2 separate regions of the Mus musculus genome follow, and region 1 is linked to region 2. A link is a contact called in public Hi-C data. All regions are on one chromosome and are shown on one strand. Each heading gives the region's core, a stretch centred on a gene start, on an enhancer-like site or on the middle of the called end of the contact. The rest is flanking DNA. Distances are from core to core; before and after follow the strand shown.

Region 1 (3,925 bases), core at 732-3,231, 93 kb after region 2:
GCACAGTTTCCCCCTCAGCCACTGTCAGCCCAGTGTTGGCGTTCAGGACCGGCGGCTGGTCATCCACAGGCACTAAAGTGATAGGGAACAGGAACTGGACCTGGTGCCTGCCTCCTCCATCGGACATGCGCAGCACCAAGTTGTCACTCAGTGAACCGTCTTTGTCATCATGCTGATACACAACCTGGCCAGCCGCCAGCTCCGCCACTGTGAAGGTCTTGGGAGCAGAGTCGCTACTGGGAGAACCCAGAATAACAAGGTGGCCATGCCGGAGCCCAGCCACCACCTCCAGCCTCACAGCTTCTAGGTCATCTTCATCACTGATGACCAAGTTCTGGGGTCCACTGCCTATGGGACCCGTGAGCGGCCGATATTGACCCTCATAGAGAATAAGGCCAGTGTTTCGTGTGACCACGGGAGCCAGTGTGTTCATGGGTTTCACCACCACCATGAAGGCGAAAGGGTCTGAGGCTGCTCCTTCAGGGTCCACTATCTCCAGCTCTAGTTCAAACAGACGCTCCTGATCCGAGTCTTCAGAGGGAGGCTGGTAGGCAATCTTCAGCAGGCGCAAATCCCGCTGTGTAAAGGAGGAGAGAGGCAGGCTTCTGTCATCCGTGCTCACCAGGTAGCCCTGCCCAGGCTGGAAGGCAGAGGTGAGGTTGAAAATCAAAAGGTCTGGGTCGGATTCAGCATCCTCGGCTGCTAGCATGTCTGGAGTGAGAGCAGTCAGTACAAACTGGTCCACCTCCATCATCATCATGGCCACGAAACTGGGCTTGGGTGCAGTGTTCTCCGCTCCTCCTCGAATCCTCACAAGCACCTGGAAGTGTTCGCGTTTTAGAGCCGGGCTGCCCTCTGGAGCCCCTCGCGAATGCAGCTCGACCACCATAGGCAGCCAGTCCCTGTTAGGCGAGCGGCTGGGGGCTGTGTGGCGGTAGCGGACTCCCAGCTCCTGGAATGCTTTGCAGTCCATCAAAAGGGTCTTAGAGGTCCCTCTATCTCCGGCCCCTCCCTGGACCTGTGGGTAGTGAAGGAGTTCTCCGTAACGAGGCAAAGCGCTCAGACCTGACAAGATGCCCACGCGGCACTCCTCGGTCTCAGGCTGGTAGGCGAACTCTAAGCTCCGATCGTCCAAGGCATTACTGGTCCCTAGCAGTTCTTCCACGACCAGAGGTAAATTCCGAGTCACAATCTCCAGCTGGGTGAAGACCACTTCCACCTCTAGTGCCAGTGGCAGGACTATCGCCCCTCCTGGAGCATCGTAGCGCAGCTGCAGGCGGACGCGGTCGCGGGAAGGGCTGCGAGCACCCAGGTGCGAGTAGCGCACCTCACCCGGGCCATAGTCGCACGCAAAACGCTTGGGACTCAAGTGGCCCGGCCGCTGGGCCAGCGCGTCGTTGTCTAACACGGTCACTGTGCAGCGGTCTCCTGGCTGCACCTGCAGCACCAAGTCACGCAACGGATCCAGCCAGACTTCGCGACCGAAGGGCACACGGAGCCCGCGGTTTGCCACCACTATAGCTTCCTCTGTAGGGACTCCCGAAGTCCCGGAGAGACCCAGGGACTGAAGTGCTGCACCGGGGCCAGCAGCCTGTGTGGAGACGTAGCTTACCAGTGACAGGAGCAGCAGCAGCAGCAGCAGCCTAGGCGACTGTGCGAGTATCGGCTGGAAGCTGGAGAACTTGGCTGTCCTGCGCGCACGGCTGGCCATCCCGGGAGCCCTTGTGGTATGCAGGCTGCCGGCCTTAGAGTTCCGACAGTTCACCCGGCGGGTATGCAAAGCTAGACTTTGCAGGCTCCTAGAGAGCACGGTGGGAAGGGCCGGGAACTCGGCGCGGTGCCTGCGGGGCCCTCCCAGTGGCAGGGCTGGACCAGGAGGATGGCCAAATGCACCGCACGGTCCCTCCTTGGAGCCGCAATCCAAGGCACTAAACACTTCCAGCGCGTCCCGGGCGTGTAGCAGTCAGGAGAGTCCCTACGTCCCAGGTCCCGGGAACTTTGAGTCCTTTGAGGAAAATCTCTCCCTTTGCACCCCTAACTCCAATTCTCTCAGGGGACCAATCGCTGATCGCTGGAGGAGGCCCTGAGTCCAGGGTTGGGTAGTGACTGCTGTCAATCAGCTCCCAGGCGGGGAAACTGCGCAGAGCTGCTCTGAGAGAGGTGCAACAGGTTGGTTGGAATGGAGGGGCGCCCTGAGCTTGCTTGCCCGGACCTGGGGCTGCGGCTCAACCACCAGCCTGCGCGGCTCTACGGACTCAAGTCTTCAGGTCTAAAGATTAGTGCATCTATTAATGCATCTCAGTCCCGTTCCTTGGTCATTGAAATCTCTCCCGGGATGGCCACCTCTTGTCGAAACTTCCAAAGCCAGGGTGGGAGTGAAGAACAAAGTTGAACACACCTTGTTGTTGAGTTTGAAAAGGAACCCAGAGCAGTTTGGGAAGGCACTGGAGATTTTCAAACAGACAGGGGATTAAAAGCCAGACCTACCTAGCTAGAGCAGGTGCAATACCCACCAGGGTCACCACCACAAGCCCCCACCCCCGCCCCGACTCCCACCCCCACCCAAGCCCTTGCTGATTTTCCCGTGCTTTACGAAACGGACCCTGTCCGGCGGATTGGTGGCGGTGGTTGTTGTTGTTTTTTAAATCAAGCCCCTCCTTTGCAGTCAAAGTTCACAGAGTTAAAGTGAAAAGAAGCATTTGGGGTGTGTGAGAAATGCAGTCTGATCAGAATCGCCAGTCTCCCACCAGAGAAGTTCCAGAGAATGTAGCCCCAGGCTGTCCTAAACTACCCCTAGCTAGAGAGCTGTCACTGCAGACGCTCAGTTCACCTTGCAGAATTTAGACGAAGGACAAGCTAAACCCAGCTGTCAGCAGCATAGCTTTTTTTCCCCGTTTTTCTTTTTCCACGCCGAGAGAATTGATAAATACCCGGAGGGCAAAGAAGAGTTTAGATAAACCTCTTTTCAGCTAGACCAGATTGAAACCCTAGGCTGGGCGCTTCCTGCCCCCTTGTGTCGGTTGGTCAGGTTTCCTCAGTATGCAGATTCCTCTCCCTGCGCTGCACCCAAACCCCCTCACAATCAAAACCCAGTCGCTTTCAATGGGGTTCTGGGCACTCTTGCTTATCACGTCGAAATATTTTCCCCAGTAATATAAAAGGGACTATGAAAGAAGGACCTGAAATAATGCCTATTTCTCTTCAATAAAACACCGAATTTGGGAAACAGGATGCGTTGAGAATCCTTGTAAATTTCAGTCTAAATGAAAGTCGTAAGATTTAAGTGTGACGCGTTTTAAGGAAGAAATGAACAATCACTTTAAACCTTCCTGCAGCCAGCCTGCCAGCCTCTACCTCAGGAGTCTGACTCCTGTCTGATGTAGTCACACGTGTTTCAGGCCAAAGCCCTAATTTCGTTGCTAGATTTTGATGTTAAATGTCTGATTCTATTCTAAGAAATTCACTGGCCTCTGAGGATGAGATGTGAAAGATTCTAAAAGTCTTTTGAGAAAAAAAAGTGAGGCATTTATGCAAACAAACTGGTGGTATTTAGTTAGTAGAAGCTCCTCTGGGTTCTGTGCTTTGTACTGTTGGGGGGGTCTTCAACTCCTACTACATGTCTCAGTTTATGACAAAAATAGAAAGGACACAGCCAGTACTTGAAACACATGAGAAAATTCCCATCCAACTCCTGGCCAGTTTCCAATTATCTTTGATGTAATAATTTTATGATTTATCACGTTGATTTATGGAACTCCAATGGCCAAGACATGAGAATATTCCGGTTTCTGTTTGCAAGTATGTAAGAAGATGTCAAGTGGAGTAGATGGTCAGTTTCAGAATAAAGGTCTTTCTGTACCATGTTCTAAGTCCTACTTAGTGAAAGAGAAGTCAAATGGATGCCAAGTGTCCTTACTCTGTGTGT
Region 2 (3,533 bases), core at 767-3,266:
GAACCTAGGAATATAGAGGGCTGACTATATTTCAGGGACACAGAATAAAGACCTGTTTCTAAGAGAAAGCTATAACTAAGAGAAAGATAATTGTTGTGGGTTTTTTTTTTTTTTTTAATTCTGGAGAAGTGTGAAAGTACAGTTTCATCTATAATTTGAAGTGCTTTGAATTGTTAGAAATGTCCTAAAGGAAGAAGGCATTTTTAGTTTTAGCAAATTTTATAATCCCTCTGTAGACTACTATTGTGGTTATTTGCAGCATGATGTAGCTGTTTTTTTATCAAATGACACACCTGTATTTTTTCACTGTGGGATGGGTAATGATGGTTGCCAATTTAACACACCTGAAACTTCAGCTACGCAACTGACTCCATCAGATTGGCCTGAAGACATGACTGTGGGGACATTTTCATGACTGCAAATTGATGTAGGAGTGTCTAGCCCACTGTAGGCAATGCCATCCCTTGGCAGGTGGCCCTAGGTTGTATAAGAAAGGTCCCCTGAGTAAGCCAAGGGGAGTAAGACACTAATCTATTACACATTTTCACCTTTTCTTTTTGTTTTTTGCCTTTTATTGCTTTAAACATTATTTATACATACAAGGGCTGGGGAGAGTTGTGCACAGAACTAGGAACCTAAGGGCCAGAGAAGGTATCGATTTCCTGTGATGGTGTTGCGGGTGTCTGCGAGTTGCCCTGTGTGAGTCCTCCACAAGAGCAGCATGTACTCTAAACCACTGAGGCATCTGTCCAGCCTCTGATTGCTTTTTATTATAAAATTCCCCCAAACCCACATGGTGGCTCACAGCTCTGTGTAACCTCAGGGGATCTGATGGCCTCTTCTGGCCTCTGTGTGCACGAGGAAGGTTGCACACACACACACACACACACACACACACACACACACACACACACACACAATTACTTAGGAAATAAAATATTCCCTTAGTAGTTCCACGTTTACAGATTTTAAAGTCTGGTGTCTGAAAAGCTTCTTCTGGGATTTATGTGATCTTTTAGCACTGGAAAAGAACGCCTCGCTGTCTGAGATCTTAAGGACAGACGTTCAGTGATCTGCTTCCAGGGTTTTAGTAATAATAAGGCATGGATGTTTACACTTCTGATGTCTGCAAGATCAGTGTAGCCAGAAACTGCTCTTCTGTTTGAAGAGATGGGTATCAGGCAGACGGTGTCACTATGAAAAGCACAAAACAAACACAAGGCGTTATTTGTCCAGAAGAGTCTGAGAGCCAAAGCCCAGGGCTGCAGAGACAGCAGCTTCTGCTGGCTGGCTTCCCAAATGGCTGCCAAAGGCAGTGCCAGTGCTTGTCTTGAAGCAACGGATGACACTAACTCGTTCTCCTAAGGATCCCAGAGGGCTTACAATTGGCAGAGAGGGAGCCAGGGTGGCTCATCAGTGACTTATTTGGACATCTACAACATGTCAGTTATTCTAGCCTCGTCAGGGAACTGGAGACAAACAAATGAACGTATAGCTTCAGTTGGCAAAGTTCGCTGCTTGGGTGCCCCAAATCCTTTGGATCTTACAGTCAGATCAGAAGGCAAATGTGTATGTTCAAATATACACACTGCCAGTAGGATACGGAGTGGGGTTCACAGGTTAATGCTATGCGTGTTGTGGTCACACTGGCTCAAAGCTCAATGGCTGTTCCCCTTAGGGGAGTTATTGAACCACGGTCAAATGATACAACAAAGGCAGGCTGTGCCTTCAAAATATGTGCCTTTCATGAGAAGAAATTCAGGTACTTATGCGGGTGTTTGTGTTAGCACTGGAAATAGGTTACATATGAAACACTGGGGTGGGGGGGATCTGTATCTTTGTGAAGCTGGGATTGAATCCAGAGCCTTTTACAGATTAGGCAGGTGCTCTACACCCACCCACACCCTTCACATAAAGCCCTGAAGAAAAGGAAGACAGGAGTTAACCTGACACTACACACAGCTTTTATGCAATAGCTCCACCCTGAAGCTCTCCAGCAGAGCCTGTGCCTGCGCACACAGGCTCTGTGAACCCAGTTCACTCTGGGTAAACTGTCTGTGCATAATTCCTGGGCTTACATTCTTTGTGGTCGAGGAGGTCACTGCTCCGTGTAAATTATACAAAGTGCTTAGCCATTCTCATAAATTGCTCCGCAGTCTTTTCCTTTTCTGGTAATCCTGTGAAATGTTTTCAGGCCACTTGCAGAAGGGATTCGAGTGGCTGCTTGCCACGCCTGCGTGTGTGTATAGAGGGAAAGAAAAGTGTGTCCCTTTGCTGGGTAGTGAGGTGCACCTACAGATTCAGAAAGACCAGGGGACCTCCCCAGCAGCGAGGTCGTTTGGTTGCTGAATCAAAGGTACCCCAACTACTAGAGACCCCACTCCATCAGTCTCTGACCCTGATGTATTTCCCTTATTTTAAGCATTATCCATCTTTTGGGGGAATGTCCCCTTTACAGATAGCTGTCTGGCTGCTTGAGTGAGTTAAAGACAGAGGGCTAGGAACTAGGGACCTAGGAACACAGGTTCTCCAGTGGCTAAATCCGGAAAGACCTACTTCTCTAGACTGTCTTCCTCTGCCTCCTCCTCTTCCTCCTCCTCCTCCTTCTCCTCCTCCTCCTCCTCCTCTTGCTCCTCCTCCTCTCCCTCCTCCTCTCTTTAGTGAAATGCTCACTCACACCTACAGGGGCGCTTTCTTCCAATCTTCCCCCACTTGTGAGTTAGCAATGAATGCTGTAATTCTGTAATTCCCATCCCCAAATCGTAATTAAACAAAGGTACAACACGAGTCTTCATCGAAAAGTAGTTTAAATGCAACTGAATGTCTTTGAAAAAAAATGCAACAAGAGCATCCAGGTTCAGTTATTTTGAAAATGAGTATCATTCAATATCAATTGGGATCATAAATCTCATAAAGAAAAGAACCCCCCCCATGTTCTCCTCTATATGAAGAATATAGCCAATAGTATCTATATATATGTAAAGAGAAGTACATATGGGTACAGTATGTATAGAAAAGAGAACAAAAAGGCTAAATATTAAGCTTTTTTTTTGTGGAAGGACTGGATACAGGTGAAGACATGAGTTATAAAGAAGGATAGAAAGCTAATGATCTCTAACCCTGTCATGGACTTTTCATTTTTGGTGTTGGGTAAGTTCATAAATAATATTCGATAGTGAAAAGTGTAAAACCCAGCATGAAGTTCCTCAGCTTCAGATCTCAAGGGCTGCTCTTCCTCTATAAGCTGGCTGGGTTATACGGTCTTTCTGTCTGGGTGATTTTGGTGTGTGATTTTCTTTTTTAAACTTGCAACTTTTTCTTTTAATAATAAAGTTTAAAATAAATAAAATCAATAGATGAAGACGCAAGGGCCTTTGTTTGACAATGTACTACCCAGTAATGCACTTCAGCTGTGTGCTCAGACAAGTTTTAGTCTGTAACAAGTGGCAGTTCTTCCTTGCAACAGTTGCTGAGATGAACCTGAGTCTTACATTTGGTAGAAACAGTTTCTGGCAGTCTGTCTTACTGACTTT

The links. A called contact is a pair of places that touch in the nucleus more often than the background predicts.
Region 1: a contact with region 2 is called in a Hi-C map of uterus, with 2.1 times the contacts expected there. The contact joins the promoter of Frem2 here to the enhancer-like site in region 2. A contact is called at or near these places in 2 of 39 promoter capture datasets (cranial neural crest and embryonic stem cells), 5 of 484 Hi-C or Micro-C datasets (nephron progenitors, olfactory sensory neurons and uterus), 5 of 115 datasets of contacts at active chromatin or transcription factors (embryonic hindbrain, embryonic stem cells and forebrain) and 2 of 9 other capture datasets (adipose tissue and pancreatic islet).

The regions. Positions count from the first base shown.
Region 1 is chr3:53,655,374-53,659,298 of GRCm38.p6, forward strand. Frem2 (Fras1 related extracellular matrix protein 2) reads right to left here and starts at 1,982. Exons shown (of 24, transcript NM_172862.3): 1 at 1-1,982. The coding sequence starts at 1,711.
Region 2 is chr3:53,562,620-53,566,152 of GRCm38.p6, forward strand. All of the region lies in intron 6 of Frem2 (Fras1 related extracellular matrix protein 2), which reads right to left. Among named protein-coding and RNA genes, the nearest start is that of Stoml3, 76 kb to the left of the region's middle. Within about 2 kb of position 2,017, at least 44 of the 459 cell types and tissues checked have an H3K27ac peak or open chromatin away from gene starts, as enhancers often do. A contact at or near this core is called in adipose tissue, olfactory sensory neurons, pancreatic islet and 1 more, where this site is marked.